Regions from separate parts of the Ovis aries genome. Here region 2 is linked to region 1. A link is a contact called in public Hi-C data. All regions are on one chromosome and are shown on one strand. Each heading gives the region's core, a stretch centred on a gene start, on an enhancer-like site or on the middle of the called end of the contact. The rest is flanking DNA. Distances are from core to core; before and after follow the strand shown.

Region 1 (7,742 bases), core at 1,703-4,202:
GCAGCCCCTGCTCTCCACAACTAGAGAAGAGCCCTCAGGGCAGTGAAGACACAGCACAGCCAAAAATAAATTAATTAATTTTTAAAATATATTACCGGTGCATCAGAACCGTGTGGATACAACAAGAAGGAGATCTAACACTGGGGTGAGAAGGATAATATGAAACTTTCTGTAACCTTCCTTATTGTTGTTAAGGAACAGACAAAAAAAAAAAAAAAGAAAGAACGAACAAACCAGAAGTAGGCCTTGTAAGTTCAATAACAGCCCTAAAGCGAATTTCCTGTAGTGATTGACTTGGAGCCACAGAGCAGCCAGCACAATGCTGCTTAACCGTAAACAAAGGTCAGCCAGGGAGACTTCGCTGGAGGAAATCGGTCGTCCAGTTTAAAAAAATCCTCTTTTGTTTCTGGAAGCTACTAAAAATCCAAGCCCTTCAAGTCATTTGGGCAACACAGAGGGAACAATTGGGCTTTTCCCTTTTTCAGAGGATGCACTTCACAGAGATGAATCCTGCTGGGGCAGAACAAGGGCAGCACACTGACTAGGTTCTTTATAAAAATCCAGGACTGGGGGGATGTCGTGACTTCAGCCACTTAGCCAGAGCGGCACGTAGACGGTGACATCTTGACCTGGGAGGGAGGGGGCCCTCGGTGGTGCGGAAGCTCTGAGAGGGCTGAGAGGGAGGCGGGGGAATACCAGCAGCAGCCAGCTCTCTGCTTTCGAGAGCAAGAATAAAATGAAATCCCTCAAGGAGGAAAGGAGGGAGTGCGGTCATGAGAAAGTCCTTGTTAAATGTGCAGAGGTCAAAAAATACAATGGGGAACGCAGACTCAGCTTACCTGTGTTCATAGGAGATGCTGGAATGATCGGCCACACTTAGTAGGCAGCTAAGGCAGACTGCAGAAGTAGGCAGAGGTGAGAATTCATCTCCTCTTTTTCTGACTCCTTGTGCAGGGCAAACTATGAGAATAAAAAATTCACTGGGTCATTCCTACAGTCTACAGCCCTAAGCTATAGAAAGTTTCCTGGTACTGTTTCCTCAGAGGTTCTTTCAATTTCAAGAGGTTAAAATCATTTGATCACTGTTTTGGGGTAGCTAGAGTCTGGATTTAAAACACCAGGAAGCACTGCAATTATTATGCAGAATTCTTTTAAGTTAGGGCAGATCATTAAGTCAAGAAGAGAAAGAAAAACCTTCAGTGAATCGTCTTTGTTATTCTTACCACAGTTTGTTACATTCTTTAAATGAATAACTGAGGGAATAGAAAACTGACACCCCATTCTCCAAGTTGCAATTCAAAATAAAACAAGATGCATCCCTGAGACACTGTCCCCTCGTGTTATCCCCAGAAAAGACAAGGCCACGTGTCGTCTCCTCCCCAAAAAGAACACAGGAAAAGACGCTCTCATAGTCCTCTCCTGAGGACCCCTCTCACAGGCTGTTTGAGATCATGAGCAAAGAGCATTTCCTGGCTCACAGCTGAATGTCCTCATTTTAATTGCAAACTCAATCCCTAAACTGGAGAAAATGTCTCCTCTTTTCACTCAGAAGATATTTTCACAGCTGAAAGCCAATTTGAATATGAGTTCACCAGCTCAAAAGGAGAGATTCAGTGGTATGGCAGGTGGCTCACTGCAATCCAGTATCAAACCAGTTCCAGCCATGGTTCCTGAGTTCCTCTCAAGAGTCTTAGGTTAAGACTTCCTTAAAGGGACTCTGAGCTCATCAGAGAAAGCACTGGCAATCCCACCACGACAGGAGTAGCCCCGTGTAAGGAGCATCTTTCTGACCATACACGAGACCATGCCATCCTCCCCACTCCGTTCCAGATATGTGTCTATGCTGACAGCCTAGGTCTAGACCTGCCACATAGGGGTTAACCTCCACACTGTGTGGTCTCTCCCAGGCCCTGTTTGTCAAAGGAATGACATTTGAATCAGAGGTGACCCCATCAGTCCAGATCTCTGAGCTTCTCTTAACTAAATCAGTGCCCCTGGGCTGGCCCAGACCAGCTCCACACAGAATACAGGGAGCTCACTGCTTCTTCCAGTATCACCATGCATCTATTACACTTTATCTGGAAAGTTCTAACATCTGGCATCATACTTGTATTTTACAATAGTGCTGGGAAAAGAAGTATTGGAGAAAGATTATGCCCATTTTACAGAGGAAGACAGGGGCCTCAGAAGAGATGTGGTTTAAGCTGAGAATGGAATCCTGCCCTTCTGACAGCCCTGATACAGAAGATTAGAAATCCACTGAGCCACACCAGAAAATGCAGAGGAAGCTCACATCTGGTTCTCAGCCTCTCTCTCCGTTTTCCCACTTCTCTTAAACCAGCACTGACTTCTCCAGGTACCCACTTTCCACTTGGCTACTGGCTCTCTGCAGGATTTCCTGTCTTTGTCAACTCTACCTCCAACTATCCCATTTGTCGAAACTTCTCTCTTCCACCTCCCATTCTGTTCTAACCAACTCTGAAATTTCCCTGACTGGCTGCTTTTGGAAGCTGATGACTTCTGTTTTTTATGAAGGGTCATGATGAATAGCCCTAAGTAATCGTAGCAGGATCTAAATTAATTCTTAATTGGCTGATCATCAGAGCTTAAGGAAGTAAAATGACATGTGACAGGAGGCATTCCCCAGAGTGGGCAGAAGGGAGTATGTTTAACACACACTCTGGTAGAAGTTGCTAATTTTCCCCCAATAATCATTTTGTCCTCTCTCAACAGAACACCCAAGTTGTGTCCAAGTACGCAGCTGCCAAAAATAAAGGTTTGTTTCTCAACCTCCCATTTGGCTGTATATGCTGTGACTAAGTTCTGCCATGTGATGTGACATGTTGCAATTGACATGTGCAACTTCCTGGTCACACCCTTAAGTGGAAGAGTGCCCTCCCCTACCCAAGTATGTGGTAGCGATGAGTCATCTTTCATCAAGCAGAACAATCAGGCCCAGACACCAGGAGGTCACCAGTTCACCCTGGACTACCCACGTCTGGACTGTTAAGTAGGAAAGAGATACTACCTTGTTGAGCTTTCATTCTTTGCAGTCTCGGAAAGAGAAGCTAAAATCATATCCTGAATATGGCCTTGACTGGAAGTCTATAAGCTGTTTTCATTCTTCTTGGTGTAAATACTGCCTTTAGCCAAGAAGGGTCAGACAGGGGTAGGCTTGACTCACCAGAGCCTAAACCTCAAAACCTTTCGGCTGGAAGGAAATATGTGAAACTTGGAAAGATCATCTGAGCTGTGGCCCACCTGTGGCTAACTGGCATGCACAGCCTCCTTCCAAAGAAATTTAAATCTGAATTTTTTTCTGAAGGCTAACACCTAAGTATAAATCAAGCACTTAGCCAGTTTTGGTCCATGGTCTCCACATGGCCCAGCCTATTCATTTTGTAGATGAGAGAGCTAGGGCACCGAAAGGTCAGATTACTCCTCTAAGAACATTCAGCTTCTTAGAAGCAGAGCTGTGCTGAAGACACAGATGCTCCACCTCCCAGACCCGCACCACCTATATATCCCGCTGAAGACCCAGGCATCTCAGCCCCCAGACAAGCAGGCAGGGTGAGGGACAGCGTCATTTTAACTGACTCAGGACTCAACATTTCAGGAAAGGTCACAGAAGCTACCTTGTTGAGCCTCCAATCTTTGTAGTATGTTACAGGAGCTAAAATCTACTCTTTGTCTACTTTATTTCTTCCAGAGCAGTTCAGTCCTAACACCATTAGGCAGCTGGAAGACTGTCCCCATTTGGGGACAGCTATGTATAGGATGCGTGAGTGGGCTGAGAAGGAAATCCACGTGGGAGATGAGACCAGCATCCTCAAAACCAGAAGTAGGTGAGGGAGGTGTCCTCAGAAAGATGGGAGATTAGCTATTCCAGTGAGAACTACATCAAGGGTAATGAGAGGCAGTTTCTTACTATCAGAGTTGCAAATACCAAAAGATAACTAAAATGAAACCTATGATATTGGGTTGGATATGGAAGTTTTGATGTGAACTCCTAGCTCTCAGTATAAGCAGATAGATTCAGAAGTAAACACAGAGGTACTTGTGTATACAGTTGACCCCTGAACAACGCATTAGGGCCCTAACCCTCTGCAGTCAAAAATACACTTATAATTTAAAGTTGGCCTTCTGTATATGAGGTTCTGATCCTGCAGATTCAACCAGCATATGACTGTGTAATACTGTAATTCTGTTGAAAAACATGTGAGCGTAAGTGGACCAGTTCAGTTCAGTTGCTCAGTTGTGTCCAACTCTTTTACGACTGAGTGGACTGCAGCACGCCAGACTTTCCCAACTCCTGGAGCTTGCCCAAACTCATGTCCACCAAGTCAGTGATGCCATCCAACCATTTCATCCTGTTATCCCCTTCTCCCCTTGCCTTCAGTCTTTCCCAGCATCAGGGTCTTTTCTAATGAGTCAGTTCTTCACATCAGGTAGCCAAAGTACTGAAGTTTCAGCTTCAGCCTCAGTACTTTCAATGAATATTCAGGGTTGATTTCCCTTAGGATTGACTGGTTTGATCTCCTTGCAGTCCAAGGGACTTTCAGAAGTCTTCAACACCACAGTTCAAAAGCATCAGTTCTTCGGCATTCAGCTTTATGGTCCAAATCTCGCATCCATACATGACTACTGAAAAAACCATAGGTTATGTAGACTAGACAAACCTTTGTCTGCAAAGTATTGTCTCTGTGGACCAGTGCCGTTCAAACTCGTTCAACAGTCGGTTGTACATGTATTTCCCAGCTCTATCCTCTGTAAGGACCTAGCAGCAGTGATATCTTCATGTCACTAGTCATACCTACACCAGATCTTGGCTTCCAAATAAGATTCTTTTCTATTTTTTTTTTGGCTGTGCTTCCTGGCATATAAGATCCTAGTTCCTTAACCAGGGTTCAAACCTATGCCTGCTGCAGTAGAAACACAGAGTCCTAACCACTGGACCACCAGGGAATTCCCCTAAATATGGTTCTTGACTAAAAGGAATCAGAGCTCCTGGGAGAAATGGCTGATAGCAGAACTGGGGTAGATTAATTACAAGAAAAATCTGGGACATCTTGTTTCAAAAAGCTAGCAAGTGCCTAAAGAACAAGGACACATTCAAAAAACACAGACGTCAGCTCAAGGGGAACTCTGCTGGCCAAATCAGGAACATCAAGGTACATTGTGAGCATCCAAAGAAGTAATAAAACAAATGGATTATAACTCACTGTATAAAAGAGGAAAATAGATGAGACAAGAAAGATTGAGGGCAAACTGAACACACAGGTAATTTCAAAGTCCCTCCCCACAGAAGACATTAATTTACAAAGGAGAAATAGTTCACAATGAAAAAAGCTGGTAGACACCACTCTGGTCAAGGTATCAATGGTAATATGAGTAATAAGACAAAACGCAATCATGCACCACCTCATGGGACGAACATGGCATCATTTCTGCAATTGTAACTGCTAAAGGTGCACAACCTGAACCTAATCATGAGGAAACACCAAGTTGAAGGTCACCCTGCAAAGTAAGTGGTCTGCAGTTCCCAAAGTATCCAGGCCATAACAGTCAAGAAGAGACTAAAGGAAACTAAGTATATATGACATGACTCCCTTTGCTATAAAAGACTCTGCTGGCTCAAATCAAAGGGTGAATGGAATCAGAGTATCAGTAACGTATCAATAGTATATGGTTACATAGTAAAATGTAGTTTGTGGGAAATAAACCCTGAAGTGCTTGGAGTTAATGTGGAATCAGGTCAACAACATACTCTCACAGCTTAGAGGGGGAACAGTTACTTCCATTTTTCTTTAAGTTCATGATTATATAAAAAATAAAGAACATTACAAAAGAAGAAAGAAAGAGTAGCGACTGAGAAACAGGCAGGGAAGGAGGCATTGCTAGAGCTCCACTTTCAGGGGCTGCAACTCCTGTCAACAGACGCTAACTCTGGGGCCAAAATGCTTGGGTGCAAATTTAAGTTCCATCATTTATCAGCAGTGAGACTTGGTGAATGCTGCTTATCCCTTCTCTGTACCTCATCAGTAAAATGAGGATCATAATACCTAATTTGTAGAACTGTGGAGAATTAAATGGGTTTATATTTAAGTGCTTCAAAAAGTGCCTGGATCACAGTTTACGTTAAACACAATGTCCCCTGGAGTTGTTAAAAATGGAGTAAATTCACACATATGCTTACTACGGGGAGCAGGGGAAGAAAAATAATACTTTTTTAAATGTAAAAGACACTATTCTGTGATTATAGCCATTGAGTTTTTCCTCTGACACTTCGGGCCTTGTTTTACCTAAGCACAATAATCAACTGCAGCAAAGGTGATTTGCGCAGTTATCAGATGGAGGTAGGGAAGGCGGGTAATCAATGGTGCTGGAATGAAAAGCAGCTGAGAAAAGCCCAGCCTGAAGTTTAGCACATTGAGTTTAACGCAAAACCTTTTCCATGGTGACTTCCTGGATACCTAAAAGTCCGAAGGAATCACTCCCCTGCCAAACTGAGGCGCTTGCTCTGATCAACAGCGCCACCTGCAGGGCAACACCGTGAAGGCTATTGGATAATACTTGATTTCTGGCCAGAATTCTCTTAATAGAAAACCATAGAACTGTCAGTGAAAAGACCAACAAATCGCAAACGCTGAGGAGTTACTGAATCTGTCCTCCTATTTTCACACCTAACCTACCCAGGGAAGAAAACTGCCTCTGCAAAAATTTACACATAAGCAAAGAGGAAAAATCCAACTGACAACTAAAATCGTAAATTACATAGGAATAAACTTTGCTAAGAATGATAAATATTTGAATTCAACAGATACCGTATACCTCGGTTTTTTAAATGGGTCTTATAAATTGGTTCTTTCCTACTTATAAATTTGATTCCAGTAAACATTTCAAAGAACTTCACTTTTCAAAAACCAATGCTTCTAAATTTCTTTCAGGAAAACACATTAAAGAAAATTTTTTTTCAAGTGCAAAATACAGAACACACCCTAATAAACATTTGCTGAGCTCTTACCATTGACAGGCACTATGTTACTTTGTAATATTTTTTTAAAATCTTTATAATTGTAACTATCCTGTAGAGTGGAAATGCTAACCACAGCTGCTCGCGTCCACTGTGGAGGCCGGAACTCGCAGTATGGCTGCCACACTCAGGGAGGGCCAGACAGTGACAAGGCGATTCAGTGTAACCAGCATCCAGCAGCTCCCAGCAAAGGACTAGGCTCCCAGCACCTTCAATCACATGGCCAGAAATACTGCGTACAGATGCACACTTTAACTTCTATGGCTACTATGAGTAACTTTTATTAAACCAGTAATAAAACAAGGAGGGCCATTTAAAGGCAAAATTTTTTAATAAATGTCACAGCAAAAAATGTCCTTGTTGCTAGAAAGATGTAGAAAATTGAATTAGTTTCAAAGAAAACTTCTGGAATCAGTTTAACTTGACTTTTATAACCTAAGATGAGAGCTGCTGGTACCCCTCCCACCAGTGTATTGGAGATTATTATTTCAAATTGGCTAGTATGGCGTGGCTTTAGGAGATACACAGGAAGACGGAGAACCTCCTTAAATACCTGATTGGAGAGAAATTATAAATGTAAAAATTTTTAAATTAAAACACCGACATAGCTTGTGTTTCAGAATACCTGTTAAAAAATAAAATGCTTGGGAAAAAACTGGGTATAAAAAAATATTTCAATCACTATTAATCTTATATAATTTCACAAAAT
Region 2 (7,742 bases), core at 3,358-5,857, 170 kb before region 1:
ACAGGCACCCAGAGTCCATTTTATTATGCAACATAACACCTGAGTAAGGAAAACTGGCTGATGTATTTGGAATTTTACCATCATATCTCCAACTTTAAGTTCCTACAGCACTTTGCTTCCAAATTTAGGCCCAATGTATTTCTAATCAGGACAATTCTAGTTGACTCCTGATATCTGTGCCTGCTCCCATTTACTTCCTATACCAGTCTAATCTCCATGTCACCACCAAATTATCTAGGATCATAATTAAAATTCTCCCTGCTATTATTCTTCCACTTATACATTTCTGTCTATGGGATAAAATTCTGAGCCTCCCTTTCAAAACATTTATTCTACCAACTAGGGTTGCTCCCAAAGGTGGGCACATACCATGGCCTAGAAAGTTCCTCACAACATCTGTAACACCAAAGGAAACACTTAGGCATTAGGTGAAGCACTTAACAGGAGACTATGTCACCTTAAAGTCAGTGGAAACCTGCATGGAACTGCCCAGTATAACCACAAGTGAAATCACAGGGCAGCCAACAAAATGTGAATCAACTAACCATTGTTGCTGCTGTTCCATGTCTAAGGTCATATCTGAAGATCCATTTCCTTCAAGATCCTTATATCAAAGTTCTCCTGGAAAAGTCCAGGTGCTCCCAAGGTGGTTGTGCAAACCATGGGTTCCCATGAGTCAGTAATGGGATAACTGATATCATGCATTCCTTGATCCAGTGCAGAGAAGAACTCAAACATCACTTCTTACAAGAATGGATATGCTGAACTTAACCAAGAGGCAGCAAAAGCAAAAATAAACAGGACCTAATTAACCTTAAAAACTTTTTCAGAGCAAAGGAAACTACTGACAACATGAAAATACAGCCTTCTGAATGGAGAAAATACTTGCAAGTAACATGATCAATAAGGGGTTAATATTCAAAATATATAAGCAGCTGATACAATTCAATATTAATAAACCACCCAATTTAAAAATAGGTAGAATATCTGAACAGACATTTTTCTGAAAAACATATACAGATGATCAACAGGTACATGAAAATACGCTCAACATTGTTCCATCATCAGAAAAATGCAAATCAAAACCAGTATGAAAAACTGCCTCATACTTATCAGAATGACTGTCATCAAAGAGATTATAAATAACAAATGTTAGAGAAGATGTGTAGAAAAGGGAACCTTCCTACACTGTTGGTGGGAATGTAAATTGGTGCAGCCACTGTAGAAAACAATATGGAGTTTCCTCAGAAAACTAAAAATAGAACTACCATGTGACCAAGCAATTTCACTCCTGGGTGTATAGCCAAAGAAAACAAAAACACTTACTCAAAGAGCTGCACCCCAGTGTTCGTAGTAGCTTTATTTATATTTGCCACAATACGGACGCATCCTAAATGTCCATCAGCAAACAAATGGATAAAGAAGATGTGGTATATCTTCAAGATACATGGACAGGAGATTAAGAGGCACAAACTGCATATAAAACAAGCTATAAGGATATATTGTACAGCACAGGGCCTATAGCCAATATTTCATAAATAACTAAACATGGAGAAATGCAAAACAGAAAAATGGCTCTCTGGGGAGGCCGTACAAATAGCTGTGAAAAGAAGAGAAGCTGAAAGCAAAGGAGAAAAGGAAAGATATAAGCATCTGAATGCAGCTGCTAAGCTAAGTCGCTTCAGTTGTGTCCAACTCTGTGCGACCCCATAGATGGCAGCCCACCAGGCTCCCCCGTCCCTGGGATTCTCCAGGCAAGAACACTGGAGTGGGTTGCCATTTCCTTCTCCAAAGCATGAAAGTGAAAAGTGAAAGTGAAGTCGCTCAGTAGTTTCCAACCCTCAGCGACCCCATGGACTGCAGCCTTCCAGACTCCTCCTTCCATGGGATTTTCCAGGCAAGAGTACTGGAGTGGGGTGCCACTGCCTTCTCCAATCTGAATGCAGAGTTCCAAAGAATAGAAAGAAGAGATAAGAAAGCCTTCCTCAGCGATCAATGCAAAGAAATAGAGGAAAACAACAGGATGGGAAAGACTAGAGATCTCTTCAAGAAAATTAGAGATACCAAGGGAACATTTTATGCAAAGATGGGCTCAATAAAGGACAGAAATAATACAGACCTAACAGAAGCAGAAGATATTAAGAAGACGTGGCAAGAATACACAGAAGAACTGTACAAAAAAGATCTTCACGACCCAGATAATCGCGATGGTATGATCACTCACCTAGAGCCAGACATCCTGGAATGTGAAGTCAAGTGGGCCTTAGGAAGCATTACTATGAACAAAGCTAGTGGAGGTGATGGAATTCCAGTGGAGCTGTTTCAAATCCTGAATGATGATGCTGTGAAAGTGCTGCACTCAATATGCCAGCAAATTTGGAAAACTCAGCAGTGGCCACAGGACTGGAAAAGGTCAGTTTTCATTCCAATCCCAAAGAAAGGCAATGCCAAAGAATGCTCAAACTACCCCAGAAAAACATCTATTTCTGCTTTATTGACTATGCCAAAGCCTTTGACTGTGTGGATCACAATCAACTGTGGAAAATTCTGAAAGAGATGGGAATACCAGACCACCTGACCTGCCTCTTGAGAAATCTGTATGCAGGTCAGGAAGCAACAGTTAGATTTGGACATGGAACAACAGACTGGTTCCAAATAGGAAAAGGCTTCCGTCAAGGCAGTATATTGTCACCCTGCTTATTTAACTTATACGCAGAGTACATCATGAAAAATACTGGACTGGAAGAAGCGCAAGCTAGAATCAAGATTGCCAGGAGAAATATCAATAACCTCAGATATGCAGATGACACCACCCTTATGGCACAAAGTGAAGAGGAACTAAAAAGCCTCTTGATGAAACTGAAAGTGGAGAGTAAAAATGTTGGCTTAAAGCTCAACATTCAGAAAATTAAGATCATGGCCTCTGGTCCCATCACTTCATGGGAAATAGATGGGGAAACAAAGGAAACAGTGTCAGACTTTATTTTGGGGGGCTCCCAAATCACTGCAGATGGTGACTGCAGCCATGAAATTAAAAGACACTTACTCCTTGGAAAAAAAGTTATGATCAACCTAGATAGCATATTCAAAAGCAGAGACATTACTTTGCCAACAAAGGTCCAGCTAGTCAAGGCTATGGTTTTTCCTGTGGTCATGTATGGATGTGAGAGTTGGACTGTGAAGAAAGCTGAGCACTAAAGAATTGATGCTTTTGAACTGTGGTGTTGGAGAAGACTCTTGAGAGTCCCTTGGACTGCAAGGAGATCCAACCAGTCCATTCTAAAGGAGGTCAGCCCTGGGTGTTCTTTGGAAGGAATGATGCTAAAGCTGAAATTCCAGTACTTTGGCCACCTCATGCGAAGAGTTGACTCACTGGAAAAGACTCTGATGCTGGGAGAGATTGGGGGCAGGAGGAGAAGGGGACGACAGAGGATGAGATGGCTGGATGGCATCACTGACTCGATGGACGTGAGTTTGAGTGAACTCCTGGAGACGGTGATGGACAGGGAGGCCAGGTGTGCTGCGATTCATGGGGTCTCAGAGAGTCGGACATGACTGAGCGACTGAACTGAACTGAAACATGGAGTATAATCTATAAAAATTTTGAATCACTATGTTGTACACCTGGAACTAATATAACATTGTGATTCAGCTATTCTTCAATACGATAAAATTTTTAAAAAACACGATGAATTATATTCCAAAACTAATTGTTCAGTACTTTTAAAGGGTCAAATCAAATTTATTGAAAGGCAAAAACTAAGGTGTGTCACAAACTGGAGACTGAGGAGACATTAATTAAACACAACATGAGAATCTGGACTGAATTGCAGACCAAGAAAAGAGCACTAGTGGAACAATTGGAAAATTCACATTCAGTCTATGTGTAAGGTAATAGTATCAGTGCTAATTTGCTGATTTTTATAATTGTAATGTGGTTTTGCAATGTATTATCACTTGATGAAACTGGATGAAAGGTTATGAAAATTCTTGGTATGTTTGAAATATTTTGTTAATTTGAAATGACTTAAAAATAAAAGGGTGAAAAGTTTTAACTATTAAAATCAATAGGATAGAAGGTGATGGAAAATTTAAGAGGAACCTTAAAAATAGATTACAAATGTCTTCTGTCCTATTTAATTGGCCATTGGCTGACCAGAGCAATAACTGGCCACACTGGTTTGGGGCCACCCTACACCACTCCCCATACACATACAACTTCTCAACTCTGTTTTGATTTGAATGTGTCACAAAATCCTCAGAATTTCAAAATAGCATTTCTCAAAATTCAATTTGATCCTATTGTATAAAATATCCTCTATAAATACTTCTTACAAGGGGTGAAGGAAAGGAGAGGGAAAGTCATACAAATGAGAGACTATAAGCAGAATCACCTGTGTAACTTGTTTTTTCAAAACTCTCATGCCTAAACCCTATGTCAAACCCTTCCCTGGTAGCTTAGCCGTAAATAATCTGTCTGCAATAAAGACCCAGTTCTATTCCTGGGTGGGGAAGATCCTCTGGAGGAGGGCATGGCAACCCACTCCAGTATTCTTGCCTGGAAAATTCCATGAACAGAGAAGCCAGGCAGGCTATAGTCCATGACGTCCCAAAGAGTCGGACACAATTGAAGGGACTGAACACACAGGATTCTGAGACATACCAGGAAAGTCTACTGCTGCTAAGCCGCTTCAGTCGTGTCTGACTCTGTGTGACCCCATAGACGGCAGCCTACCAGGCTCCCCCGTCCCTGGGATTCTCCAGGCAAGAACACTGGAGTGGGTTGCCATTTCCTTCTCCAGTGCATGGAAGTGAAAAGTGAAAGTGAAGTCGCTCAGTCGTGCCCAACTTTTTGCGATCCCATGGACTGCAACCTACCAGGTTCCTCTCTCCATGGGATTTTCCAGGCAAGAGTACTAAAGTGGGGTCCCGTTGCCTCCTCCAGCCAGGAAAAGTCTGAGAACTGTTAATACCATCCACAAAAATGACTGGTCTCTGAAACAGGCTGTGTTAACCACTAGATGGTGCCAGGATTCTGAAGATGGAATTTTCGTGTACATTTCCCATTGAGTAAACAGTATATTCATTTTCCCTCTTCTCTCTCTCCTCCACGTCTCTCCACCTTTTAGAAAAGGAGCATAACATACCAAAATAACTCAACATCTTTCTCCTTGAACTTATTTCAGTTGTCTTAATCTTTCTCTGAGCAGGGCTTGAGGAAGGCTGTTTTAGGGCTTGTTTTCCCCTTAGCATCTTCCTTTCTGAGTGGAAATGTTTGGAGGAGAGCTGTGACTTCAACATTTTGGTGTGGTAAGAGTAAGTTTGAGATGTTTATTTAACATGGGAAAAGTTAGGGGGGGATTACAAGATTTGATGGTCATTAGCACATAAATAGAATTTAGAGCCCTAAGGCTGGATAATATCACTTAGAGGACATGTGTAGATAGAGAAGACTGTTGAAGCTGAGCCCACTGATTACACTGATGCTTGCTGCTGCTGCTAAGTTGCTTCAGTCATGTCCGACTCTGTGTGACCCCACAGACGGCAGCCCACCAGGCTTCCCCGTCCCTAGGATTCTCCAGGCAAGAACACTGGTGCTTGATACTCTCTCAATAAGACTGTAGTGGTTATTTATAATATGATGTAGTTAAGGTGAGAATAATACTCTATATGGTTATTTCAAGGAATAAATGAATATGTAAAATATCTAAATGCCAGACAGAGTAGACTATCAACAAGATATTATTTTTCTCCCTTATTTCATTCCTTGGTAAAAGTGGATTCTGCAGTATATTCCAATAGAATTAAAATATTTCCACTAGCTCAGATGTCTTTACAACTGAAGGAAATCTTAAGAAACATCTGTCTCCACATCTTCAAAATGAGGTTTTTGTAAGGTGTTCACAAGTTTCCAGGATCTCTGTTAAGCCTGAGTTATTAAAGTTCAACAGATTTCTTACCACAAGGACCTACTGTATAGCATAGGGCACTGTAGTCAATACCTCATAACCTATCGTGAAAAAGAATCCAGAAAAGATATAAATATTTAAGTTAATATTTGCTAAAGCTTTGACCCATACCTCAAAGTTTCTAAATCAGTAGAAAATGTCTTTTACCAGTGATCAAAAGGACATTCAACTAACTTTTTAAAAAGCAATAGCTAATTTTTTTTCCCTAACTGTAAGAATACACCATGGAGAAAAAGAATAGTGCATCACAGAGCACACTTTCTCACCAACATTTTGCAGAGAAGACTGGAGCACAAGGACATCAAACCTTTGGCGTGGACTTCCCTGGTGGCACAGTGGTTAAGAACCCACCTGCCAATGCAGAGAACACGGTTTCCATCCCAGGTCTGGGAAGATCACACATGCCTCGGAGCAGCTAAGCCTGTGGGCCATAACTATTGAGCCCGCACTCTAAAGTCCTCCAGCCGCAACTACTGAGCCTGTGTCCTCAACTACTGAAGTCCACACGTGCCTAGAGCCTATGCTCTGCAACAAAGAGTAGCCCCCACTCGCCACAATTAAAGAAAGCCCGTGCAAAGAGAACGGAGACCCAGCGCAGCCAAAAATAAATAAATAAATAAATAAATATTTTTTTAAAAAACCTCAGCATGCCTGGGGGCCCATCACACATCAGGCATGAGCTGGATTGGAAGCCTAATTTGTCTTACACCAAAGAAGTCACAAGAATTTCAATGCAAAGACACAGAACATGGTCAAGACAGGGGTAAGAAGCAGGACTTCCAGAACAGACCTGACAAGAGTAAATGGCAGGTGCTGCTGCAGGATTTTCACGGGGAGTAGGAGGGCTGAAGGGGAGGCTGGGGAAGAGGGGGACGTGGTGGTAACAGCATGCTGAAAGTGAAAGCTGCTCAGTCATGTCTGACTCTTTGCAACCCCATGAAGTATACAGTCCATGGAATTCTCCAGGCCAGAATACTGGAGTGGGTACCCATTCCCTTCTCAGGGAATCTTCCCAACCCAGGGATTAAACCCAGGTCTTCTACACTGCAGGTGGATTCTTACCATCTGAGCCACCAGGGAAGCCCAAGAGTGTGCTGGTCTATGTCTTTAAAAGATGTCCTCTACCCTACCTTACCTTAAAGCTACCTTTCCTTATTTCTGGTGAGAAAAGTCTTCTGAAGTATATTCAGCTATTCACACAGGAAGATTCCACTACAGTCTCCAAGTTCCCTCTGTTCACTTAGTGAAACTGAAGACACTCTCAAAGTTACTTTCATATAACTCAAGCAGTTGACAACAGGTAAAATATAAGTGCCCCTAAAAGGAGCTAGCTATTATCATCTTACTCCATTAGTGATAAGACTGTAGAATCTGAAGTTGGCTATTGCTCTATAAAAACCATCTCAAAACATATGGGTTTGAAATAGCTACTTATTGTTTATAAATCCACATGTTAGCAGGTGGTTCTACTGATCTAGACCAATTAGATTCTGGCTGGACTCGGTCACGTGTCAAATAGCAGGTCAACCAGGAGCTGAGTGGTCTATGAAAGCTGGAATGACTCATCTGTGCTCCACCAGGTCTCACCTGGAACAAGATCCTAATTCAGGCATGTTGCCATGGTGACCACAGAAGAGCCAGAAAGGAAGCAGAAATACACACGGCTTCTTGACTCAGACCTGTCACCACATCATTCCTGCTACATTATATGGCCAAAGCAAGTCACAAGGGCAGCCCAAGTTGGAGGATCAGGGACTCCAAGGTTATCAGACA

The links. A called contact is a pair of places that touch in the nucleus more often than the background predicts.
Region 2: a contact with region 1 is called in a Hi-C map of retroperitoneal adipose tissue, with 4 times the contacts expected there. The contact joins two enhancer-like sites. A contact is called at or near these places in 14 of 16 Hi-C or Micro-C datasets (blood, hypothalamus, liver and 6 more).

What each region holds. Positions count from the first base shown.
Region 1 is chr5:25,055,876-25,063,617 of ARS-UI_Ramb_v3.0, reverse strand. ALDH7A1 (aldehyde dehydrogenase 7 family member A1) reads right to left here. Exons shown (of 21, transcript XR_009600672.1): 18 at 840-960. Among named protein-coding and RNA genes, the nearest start is that of ALDH7A1, 43 kb to the right of the region's middle. Within about 2 kb of position 2,952, at least 34 of the 54 cell types and tissues checked have an H3K27ac peak or open chromatin away from gene starts, as enhancers often do.
Region 2 is chr5:25,223,761-25,231,502 of ARS-UI_Ramb_v3.0, reverse strand. No RefSeq gene overlaps it. Among named protein-coding and RNA genes, the nearest start is that of GRAMD2B, 10 kb to the right of the region's middle. Within about 2 kb of position 4,607, at least 7 of the 54 cell types and tissues checked have an H3K27ac peak or open chromatin away from gene starts, as enhancers often do.